Regions from separate parts of the Zea mays genome. Here region 1 is linked to region 2. Evidence: chromatin contacts called from public Hi-C data. All regions are on one chromosome and are shown on one strand. The core of a region is the stretch at or near the end of the contact, and the rest is flanking DNA. Distances in the headings are between cores, read along the strand shown.

Evidence for each region. Hi-C and Micro-C count contacts between places; a contact is called where the count stands out from the background.
Region 1: a Hi-C map of leaf mesophyll shows a contact between it and region 2, with 2.5 times the contacts expected there. The contact joins the promoter of LOC100192090 here to the promoter of LOC103642624 in region 2. A contact is called at or near these places in 5 of 25 Hi-C or Micro-C datasets (bundle sheath, leaf, leaf mesophyll and 1 more).

Annotation. Positions count from the first base shown.
Region 1 is chr10:93,204,014-93,209,399 of Zm-B73-REFERENCE-NAM-5.0, forward strand. LOC100192090 (putative thaumatin domain family protein) reads right to left here and starts at 3,586. Exons shown (of 2, transcript NM_001137513.1): 1 at 3,435-3,586; 2 at 2,238-3,083. The coding sequence starts at 3,546. The coding sequence ends at 2,362. LOC103642628 reads left to right here. Exons shown (of 2, transcript XM_020546007.3): 2 at 1-1,879. The coding sequence ends at 1,305.
Region 2 is chr10:92,811,400-92,816,937 of Zm-B73-REFERENCE-NAM-5.0, forward strand. LOC103642624 reads left to right here and starts at 3,441. Exons shown (of 3, transcript XM_008665853.2): 1 at 3,441-3,568; 2 at 3,656-4,114; 3 at 4,201-4,356. The coding sequence starts at 3,563. The coding sequence ends at 4,356. It overlaps LOC103641397 (zinc finger MYM-type protein 1-like), which reads left to right. Exons shown (of 4, transcript XM_020545418.1): 3 at 1-542; 4 at 622-642. The coding sequence ends at 642.

The DNA of each region.
Region 1 (5,386 bases), core at 2,336-4,835, 390 kb after region 2:
CTCGACGCCATATGGAAAATAATACAGGCCCTGTATGTCATGCTCAAGTACATATACCTTTGCGACAGCGGGGTCCTGCGCTCCGCGTCCTCCATCATGGTCACCCTCGGTGTAGCCAGGTACTCCGAGAGCGTGGTCGCCCTTTTGCGAGGCAACATGGACAACCTATGGGGCTCCGCCTCCGCCGGCGACGACGAGCGCAAGCCGCCGCAAAGCACCGGCGAGTACGGGGCTGCTGCCGCCGCCGATAAAAATGAAAAAGAACTGACCACCCTGCTCTATTCCCACACTCAGTTCCTGGCTTGTGGCCGCCGTGCCATGGCCGATTCCTCCGTCGACACGGATTCGCCCAACTATGCCATCGCCCGGAACATCTTCTCCCAGCAGGACCCAGATGGTGTACGCAAGGTGGCCGGGATGGAGTCCTCCCTCATGTACGACGTCCTCTACACCAAGGTCACCGTGGTGCACACCTGGGGAGGCTACCTCCTCCGTCTCGTCTCGCCGGTCGGCACGGCGACGGCTTCCTCCTTGTTCTGGCTCTACCCCAAGGACAGCGAGGAGACTCCTGACGTCGTCATCACCTACATCTTGCTGGCGGCTGCCTTCTTCCTGGACGTGGTATGGCTAGTGAGGGCCCTAGGCTCCACCTGGGCATACTCGTTCCTGAATGCTAGGGCAAACATGTGGCTTCACCATAAACTGCTGTGCAGCGGATGCTGGCTCAGGCTCCGCCGCATCCTTGTCGGGCTAGATCTGTTGTGGCTATTAGGGATTCGGAAGGATCCGAGCAGCCGCAGGATGTGGTCTGGAAGAGTTGGGAGGTACGACTTGCTGGCTGAGTGCACCCGGCGTCCATCCATGGTGGAGCGCCTGTGCACCTGGCTGGCCAGCAACCTCAGATTGGAGGACATCTGGAAGGAATACCAGCACTCGAGGTGCATCTCTGAGGCTCTGAGCTCGAGCGAAGAGCCCAGAAGGTGCTGTTCGAGCGGATTCAGCAGAGACTGTCCGGCAGTGCTGACCGCCGCTACTCCATGGAGGACATCACCACACTCTGGGGCCAGGAGGCGGTCAAGAGAAGAAGAAAGCGGGACAAGCTCAAAGGCATCAAGCTGGGTATTTTCGGCCGTGAGTTCCAAGAGGACGTCCTCTTGTGGCACATCGGCACCACCATCTTCCTCGCCCGCAGCGATCGACAGCTGCTCAAGGACAAGGCCAACAAGTATCTGGGAGCAGTCGAGGCGCTGTCGGACTACCTCATGTTTCTGCTTGCTGTACGCCCGAGCATGCTGCCGGGACTAGAGCTCCGGAAGCTGTTCGAGGTCACCTGCAAAGCTTTGAAGGACTCAGGGTCAGGGGTTCGTCGAAAGGCTGGTGAGAAATGTGTCCCCTGTCACGCAGCTAGAAAGGCGAAGCTTGCTGAACTAGTGCAGAAAGAGATGTCTGGCCACAACCAAGCCTCGGTCGACGCTAATCGGCGTCTTATCTTTGTCGCATGTCAGCTTGCCACTGAGCTGTTAAAAGTGAAAAAGGATCAGATGGAGGAACTACTGGATCTCATGTTTGACGTGTGGGTGGATAAGATCTTGTATGCGGCCACCCGCTGCAGCAAGGACTCCCATGCCAAGCAGCTTGCCCGGGGTGGTGAGCTCACAACCATCCTGTGGATTGTGGCCGAGCACGCTGGCCCGTTTCAAATTGGGGAAACCAGCATCAGTGATCCTCCACCATTTGACGGCGACAACAACAACAACAACAACAACAACAACAACAACAACAACAACAACAACAACAACAACAACAACAACAACAACAACCACGACGACGACGACGATTGTCCATGTGAAAAGCTCGGCAAAGAAAAAAAGAAAAAGAACTGCAACGAAGATCCTGATGTTTGCCTAGACATTTGTTGTGTGAAAGATTACTGTTGTACGAATGAATACTATTACTGCTGATGAGCAATTTTCGGGTATGTTTTGTTCCCAATTCAAAATATAGAAAGCCATGAATGCATAAGTATAGTAGGAAGTGACACGGCTATTTCAATTCTATTATTTTTTAGGGATTTTTATATTGGTGCCCTTAGTTGTACCTAAGTACTCAATTTTATCTTATGTTTTTCTTCTTGCTCAGTTTTACCCACGGACACGTTCCTTCGCTCAGAAATACGCCTGGACGCAAATTAACTAGAATCAAACAACACATACATAGAATTCTAAACATAAAGTTTTGAAGGATATGAACCACATTCATCCGTGTGTCAATTCTACTTGATCTTTCCCTATAAAGTTTTGAAGAAAAATATCTAGTCTGGTGCGCTCTTTTATTAACCCTTCCCGTGATGGATTTTCACAACTAGCTCCCGGTCCCAGGGCAGAAGGTGACGTCATAGCTGGAAGCGCCGGAACAGGTGAAGGTGCTGCTGGTGTCGTCGTAGGCGTAGCTGTACGCCGACGGGCATGCGCTCTTGAACACCTGCGAGTAGTTGGTCGGTCGGCACGTCGCCGGCGTGCCGTACTGGCCGGTGCAGCAGTAGCGCGCGCTGCCGTAGGCGCTGCACGCGCTCTTGCACGCCACGACGCCGCCGCTGCCGGACGAGGCGACGACGCGGAGGTCCGCGGGGCACATCGCGTTCACGTCGCCCGCGCACGCCGCGGGGCGACAGTCGCCACCGCCGCCCGAGGGCGCCACGCGCACCGGCACGTTGAAGCCGTCGACGAGGCTAACATCGTAGAAGTCCTGCCCGCCGCTCCCCGGCGCTGCGAGCGTGACCTCGACGAGCGAGACCGGCGGCGCCGGCCCGCGGCCCTGGCAGGCGACGTCGCCCGTGCCGCAGTCGGCCGTGGCGCAGGAGAAGCGGCCGGTTGCGGAATCGACCGCGCAGCCCGTGCGCGCCCAGAACGTGCCGGACCATGTCCCTGACGACGGCGCGTCCAGGCGGGACGTGGCGGACCGCGCCAGGTAGAAGCCCGAGCTTGCGAGCGGCGGCGAGCTGGCGCCGTGGAGCGCGCCCACCCACACCGGGTGCTGGCAAGCGTTGGTGAACCTGAACGACGCCGCTCCGTCCACGCCTAGCGCTACATATTCAAAAATGAACGCAGAGAGAACAGAGAAATCATGGAAGGGTTGTTTCTAACTTTCTATAGAAGGAAAAGAATAAAAATCATGAAAGAATACAATTAAACGAGCTAAACAAAGAAAAGAAAATGAGTTGATCAGAAGTGCAGATTATAGGAAACAAAAACTTGATGTGAATCCAATTTCACGCACAGACCAGAAGTCCAGAACCAATGATGAAATCAGGTTTTTCTCCGCGGCAATGCTGAATCAAAATAATTAAATAAAAAAATAGCACCAAACAAAAAAAATGACACACAAACAAAGAGCAACAACATATGGGAATGAAAAAGAATCCCACCGCACCGCACCTGCGAGGTGAATAAGCTGAAGAATCGAAAGAATGGCTGGAATGAGCATCCTGTTCCTGCTAGCTCCATTGACTCCGGCAGAGAGTTGGAGAAGAAGGTGAGCTACCGCCATGGCAGTAGCAGAGCGCACGCACAAGAAACCTGGCCGATCGGCCTCGATCTCGATCACAGAATCAGATAATCGGGCAACCACAGGACTTCTACGCTGCTATATATATAATCTGCTGATATCTGTCTTGCACGTATATACTGCATCTCAAGCAAAATCAAGAAGCTAGCCCCAAGCAGGTACGGTGGTTGTAGAATAGAAAGAAGATGCGTTGAAGAGAGAAAAGGGCAGGCAGGCGACAGATGAAGAAAAAGTTTGCACCTTTTCGGCGAATTTATGTCGGTCCCTCACGCTTGGCGTGAGCTATCTATCATTCTATAGCTGCGCTCTGCATCATGCAGCAGCTAATTTGCCAGCTTAGCTAGCTGTACGAACTGGATCGATGACTTCATGCACGGATCGTCATCGCTTTAATCCACCGATCACATACAGGAGTATTAAATTGGTCTAGATCTCGCTCCCTTTTCGATTTGGTGCGGGTTTGGTGGCGCTCTGCCCTGGAGGCCTGAACTTACTGTCCGTGCCTGAACCTTGTCTCTGCATAAGTCAATTGACTGGTGAACTGATAAAGGCTGAGGATTCTTTTCGGAGGGCGCAAATAAGAGAAAGTTGGCAAATGATGAAACTCTTTGCTGGCTCCAAACAAACAGATGGACCAGAAAAGTGCCTTTCATTTGTTGTAAGAACGATGGAAGGAAACATTCTTGTCTTTTCTTCTCTTCGGGGTATAACATAGAAAAAAAAAGGTTGACAAACGGTCAACATGTATGGGTTTGCAAATTCACAAACATATGTTATCTGAGTGTAGATTCGGTTTAGAATCTAGCTAGGGGCATTTTTTATTTGCCAGTAAAAAACAATAGAGTGTAGATTCAGTTTAGAATAGATAATCATACTATAAAGAGGAAAACTTTTGCCATTGGGTGGATTTACTCTATGCATATGTATTGTACATAGTGAGAATGTAAAAAAACATTTACAATGTTTGTGAATATAAAATTCACATGCACAAGTGTTTGGAACACTTTTGGAGTTGACATATTTGAGAGAAAAAAGAGAAACAGCGCGTTGGACCCTAACTGCACAAGCATCGGACCTTCCAACGGTTAACCCTAGGTACACTATATTAACAAGGTAGTGGCAGACCAGGTGCAATATTCACCTATTCGTCATCAAAGACTAAGAAATAAACCCATTATGATTCTATAGATTGGATGATTTATTAAATTAATAGTATTTAAACATGAAATATAGAACCATTATCCAATATTAGGAGCAATCTAAAATTTGAATTGTCATATATCCATCATTAAAGACTAAGAAATAACCTATTATGATTCTATAGATTGATTAATTCTGCACAGTTGGTGTAGCCCGCGAGCCAGTTCGCGAGCTGGAACGAGTTAGCTCGGCTCGACTCGGCTTGGCTCGCTCGAGGCTCGCGAGCCACTCCGAGCCGAGCCGAGCTTAAGCCGTTTCATGAGCCTCAAACTTATTTTTCAGCCCTACCTATATGGCCCACTGCCAAGCATGTGGACGAGTTCAAACTACATTATTGGTTCCTATGTGTTGGTCTCACAAATGGTGTTGACCTAGTCCAATGGGAAAAAAGTGTCTCTAGAACCTCTCTACATGGGGCCAAAGAGTCAATCAATACTACTCTTTAGTCTAATGACCGTTGGACTCTCGGTGTCGAATCATACGCTAGTGATTAGGGCTGAGTGTCATTTGGACAACACCGATCACATTTAAAATGGCTAGTACATGTGGCGTGTCTATACGTCATCATATTAGTGTCATATCGTCCGACACCCCCGACTTTTCAACAGTAAGGAGCCCTACA
Region 2 (5,538 bases), core at 2,191-4,690:
TTGATGCCATCTTGACTGAGTTGAATCATCGGTTCAATGAAATTAGTTCAGAGTTATTAGTATGTATGGCTGCTTTTAACCCAAGGAACTCATTCTCTAATTTTGATGTCGACAAACTTGTGAGGCTTGCTGAAATTTATGCTGAGGATTTTGATATTGGTGATCTTACTATTTTGCCAAATCAACTTAGACAGTTTGTCAACCGTGCTAGAAGAACTCCAGAATTTCTTGGATGCACTGAACTTGGAAAAATTGCTGAAATTATGGTCAAGGCTTCTATGCACACATCTTATAAATTGGTTTACCGTCTTATTGAGCTAACGTTGACACTACCAGTGGCAACGGCTTCAGTTGAGAGAATATTTTCAGCTATGGCCATTATAAAGACAGATTTGCGTAGTAAAATGGGTGATGAATGGCTCAATGACTTGATGATATGCTATAATGAGAAGGAGATATTTAAGAAGATTGATAACGAAAAGATTAAAAAGCGATTTCAAGAGATGAAAAAACGTCGTATGTTATTGCCCAAAAAAATAGTGGTATGCTCTATTCTCTTTCAAACTAATATTTTAGAGGTCCATAAATATTTGACTCATCTATTATGTCCTATTTATGCAGGTTGCTTCTTCGGATGAATAATGAGTGTTATTATGTATGAGAGCCATTTATTTATGCCTATCTATGTTTCGAATTTCGGTATGGATAAATTTCATCCCATATTTCTCATTTTGTATTTTATGATTTTTACTGTTCATCGATGTTTTAATATAAAAGTACTATAAATTATTATATTTGTAGGGAGTATGATAAAGTTATGTCGATATAGCGTTTTAGTTTAGCCCCTCCTAATTTTTTTTCTAGATCCGTCCCTGCTACTGATGTCTCCTCTGATGTCAAAGTGCAGTGCCCTCACTATAAAAGTGATGATGTTAAGTTGAACAATATCCTAACAACTTTGACTACTAAGAAAGTTCCTTTGTGTGCGCTTTATGGAAAGCATTCCAAATCAAAAAAGTTGATGGGGAAAAATGATGTAGCTACCAAGCATTCCAAAATTTAGGTATGTTTGCATTGCGGTAGTCGATTTTGTGGTGGTGTTAAGTAACTAGGTGGCCATGCAAAAGTGCATGCCATGAAGCATAACCATTGGTTGGTTGTTTTATTTGATGATCCTTCTGCGGGTTATTATATTTCTTTTGACCAGGGTCTTTCAATTAGTATCTTTCAATCTGGATCTCTTGGTGATGAGGATTCCATAGTGTTGTTAAAGAGCTGCCAAGCCGTGGAAATAAATTGTGTTTCAATTCCATCTTACAATTTCTCATAGCCATTGGTATAATGCACAGGATGATGGGTCCAGATAATCGGATAAAAGGGCCTCTTATAACACCTTTAAAAAGGCTTTTTCTTAAGACAAATTCTTCGTACACAGCAGGTACAGTACTTCGAACGGATGATCTTTTCGCCAACTTGTGCTCTAAGTAGCCGAACTTCAGGGGCTGCCTAATGGTTGATAGTGAAAAATATATCTGTTGTCTTCTTGATGGACTGAGAATAGAGGAAATTGCAGTAGAGAGTGGGTTACCACAAGATTGCTATCATGCTGGTTTTGTTACAATGGATTCAATATTTGGATGCGAGCTATAGAGTGTGGACAGCACACCAAGATGCTCTTCTTTCATTGTTCTCTCACTGCAGGTCTCATCAAGTCCAACTACCGGCACTCCGATGGTAGCTTTTAATCTTTTCAATTCAATCAAAGTATAGAGCTGCAGTATTATGAATGATGAGCTTGTGTCTGGTGGTGATGACAGCCATGGCCAGAATAATGAAAGTGAGCCTAAACAGGATTTAACAAAGGTTCCTTAAACTTCCAAGAAACTCATAAGAAAAACTCCATCCGTGCTGGTCATTAATTTTAAAAGCCTCTTTAAAGGAGTTGTAAGAGACCCTTTTATCCGATTATCTGGACCCATCCTCCTGCGCATTATACCAATGGCCAGGAGACATTGTAAGATGGAACTGAAACACAATTTATCTCCACGGCTTGACAGCTCTTTAACAACACTAACTATGGAATCCTCATCACAAAGAGATCCAGATTGGAAGATACTAATTACAAAACTCCGGTCAAAAGAAATACAATAGCCTACAGAAGAATCATCAAATGAAACAACCAACCAATGGTTATGCTTCATGGCATGCACTTTTGCATGGCCACCTAGTTACTTACCAACACCACAAAATCAACTACTGCAATGCAAAAATACTCAAATTTTGGAATGCTTGGTAGCTACATCCTTTTTCTCCCATCAACTTTTTTTTTTTGATTTGGAATGCTTTCCATAGAGCGCACACAAATGAACTTCCTTAGTAGTTAAAGTTGTTGTAAGGATCAGTTAAACTTGACAGCATCACTTTTATAGTGAGGGCACTGCACTTTGGCATCAGTGGAGGCGGCCGGCAGCTCCAGCTGCTTCTTCTTGCTAGCATTGCCCATCACTCTAATATAGCTGGAGTCAAATTTGGTTCATTCGAATCTCTGCTCAAGTCAGAAGAAACCAGCAAAACGTAGTCGCCACGGAAATGGAGCTTGGCGACATCTGAGCTGTGGTTCCTACGGCAGCCGCCTCACCTGCTAGGCCTTTTGTGTCCTCCGCAACGGTGAGACAACCTCCGCAGCGAAGGGTCCCAGTGGGAGAGAGGAGGCGTCGGCGGGAGAAGACGACCGTCGTTGATCTCGCCGTAACACCGGCCAACGTGGTTTAATCCGACGTAGCCGCCTCCGAATTGGACCTTGGCGGCGTCCTGACAGTGGTACTCTAGGGTCCAGCGAGGACCTCCGCGTCTTCCGAGACGGCGAGGCGTCCTCTGCGGCTAAGAGCACTTTCCTTCCTCCGCGACGGCGAGCCGGCCTCCGCTGCGAAGGAGTTATTTGAATTTGTAACACTATCGTCGCGCGGAGTTATTTGAATTTGTAACACTATCGTTGCGCGGCTTCGCCACTTTGTAACTCTGCAGCCGTGCTTCGCCAGTTTGGTATTATGGAGGAAACACCCGCGCCATTTAGGTACTGTTAATGTCCCGTCCTCTGTAAGCGTCCGTTTTGTTGCGCTTGTGTACAGCCGTGGACTAAAGTACCCCTAGTCCGCTCTTGCTGACTGCACACTCCTATTTCTTCAGACTCGCCCGCGCCGCCGGAGACTCTGCACCGCCGTCTGCAATGTCCGCCCTCTGCATCCCGCGTGAGCAAGGAGCTAGTGCCCGCGCCGTGTGAGCAAGGAGCTGGTGCCCGCGCCCCCGTCTGAAGAAAGAGAATCGCCCGAGCCGCCCTCTGCATCCCGCGCAGCCGTCTGGCTACTGGTTCCCCTGCCCCGGCTGCATGGAGATAGAAAACTCCGCCCACTCCCCGGATTCAACTCAAGTTTTACCGGTTATGAGCTCGGAGGCACCCCTTCCTTGCCTTCCCACTGGTTCTCCGGTGGAAAGAGTGGATGCACCGGTCAGGACCTCGGATTTGTCGGATCCCCTAAATTTTCTTTTTAGGGAGCAACATACAATGGAGGTTTGATTCAATTTACAGTATACAGCAGTTTATTGTGTTTAGTACCTGTGCCTAGTACTTCATAGGTGTATTATCCTTTGGTTTCAGGTATTAGAAATTGATTGGGGGGCAATACAGATTGATGATAGATGGGAAGAAGGAGAACAACAGACTGCCTCAGAGTCAGTGCTTTATGATCGGTTAGGATTGCTAGCAGAAGATGAACGTGAAACTACTGAAAGGCAAGATGCTTTTACTAGTAGATCGTTTGGTGTCCGCGGAAGCGATGAAATTGATGATGAAACTGTTGCTTTGCCCTGCAATGATTGCATACCACAAGAAAGGGTATTTGTTTGCAACAGATCAAATCCAATAATGAAGATTGGTAGTTTGTACAAGGATATGAAAGAATTCAGGCTGGCTATGAGGCAGTATGCGATCAGTAATGAGTTCGAGTTAGGAATTGAGTCAAGCTCACCTTTCAGATATAGAGCTTATTGCAAAGGAGGTGATTGTCCATGGAGAATCAATGCAAGGCTACAGAATGCCGGGTCTCCCACAGTAGTGGTGAGTAATGTTTTAGCACACATTTATTGTACTCTCGATAGTGGATGAAATTAGGGAAGCTCACAATGATTCCTTTCTGTGTGCAGGTTACAGTAATCGTGGATCAGCACACATGCACTTCAAGTCCACATCGACGTCGACCACTAGGCGTTTCTTCCCCCTCGACGGAGCCGCCATCGGAGGAAGAGCACTATCGGAGGATCGAGCTCGACGGGAAGTGGCGGCGCCGTGGAAAGGGATGAGAGTTAGGTTTTCACCGAGGGGCGCCGTGGTTACAGCGAGGGGCAACAATGACTTTTACCGTAGGTAAGAAAAGGTTACAGAGGCCGGGACATTAACAGTACCAAAACGGCGCGGGGGTTTCGTCCATAATACCAAACTGGCGAAGCACGGTTGCGGAGTTATAAAGTGGCGAAGCCGCGCGACGAGAGTGTTACAAATTCAAATAACTCCGCTGCGAAGGGCACCAGTGAGGGCTTGTTCGGTTATTTTTAATCTATATGGATTGGAGGGGATTAATACGGATTGAGAAATATTTTGACTTATTAGGGATTGAAACCCCCTCAATTTATATGGATTGAGCTAGAACCGAACAAGCCGTGAGAGGGAGAACGCGTCGTGGGAAGAGTACGACCGGTGTTGATCTAGGTATAGCACATGTCGACGTGGTTCTCGGCGGTGACTGGATGAGCCATTGCGGGAGAGAGGAGGCGACGCCAACCTCGATGAAGCGGAGGAGCCGCCGATGCATCGCATGAGAAAGAATTGGGAGGAGCGCGATATGGTGGTGTTCGGGCAGATAAGATCTCCACCGAGGGCAGGCTCAAATGAGTCCAAAGGTGATATTTTCCTTTCCCCTCAAACTGATCCAAACTTCAGTTATTACACAATGTTCAGAACACTCCACTTCTTATCTCCACACTGATATTTTGAATCCCTCCATACTGGGATACTTTCTACGGCTGAGGCCTCTAGAACCTTTGTTGACCAGCCCAACCATATATCAACTCGAGCACACTAGAGAAACCAGCAGGGAGGGGAAAGATCTTCAATTTCCAATTCAGTAATGAACTCCACTAAAACAGCCTTACTGTCCAGCACAGCCCAGTCCAAACTTGATACTTCCCAATTGGGAGGGGCCTCTAGATCCTTGTCCATATACTTCCTCCATATCTCCAACTATACACACAAGTGCAACCATAACAGGGAGAGGGGATTCTTTTTCAGCTACTCAAACCAGCATTGCATCCACTGCATCAGGCTTGTTGCTCCTTTTGCTCACCTCCATATTTAATCCATGTCACCTCTCAATTTCATATGGCAACAGGTCAAGCTTAATTAACAAAACTTGTTCTTTAACCATAGCTCTACAAGATTGTTGCAGCATCCCAAGATTACAAGTAAATAGATCAAGAACTATAGTG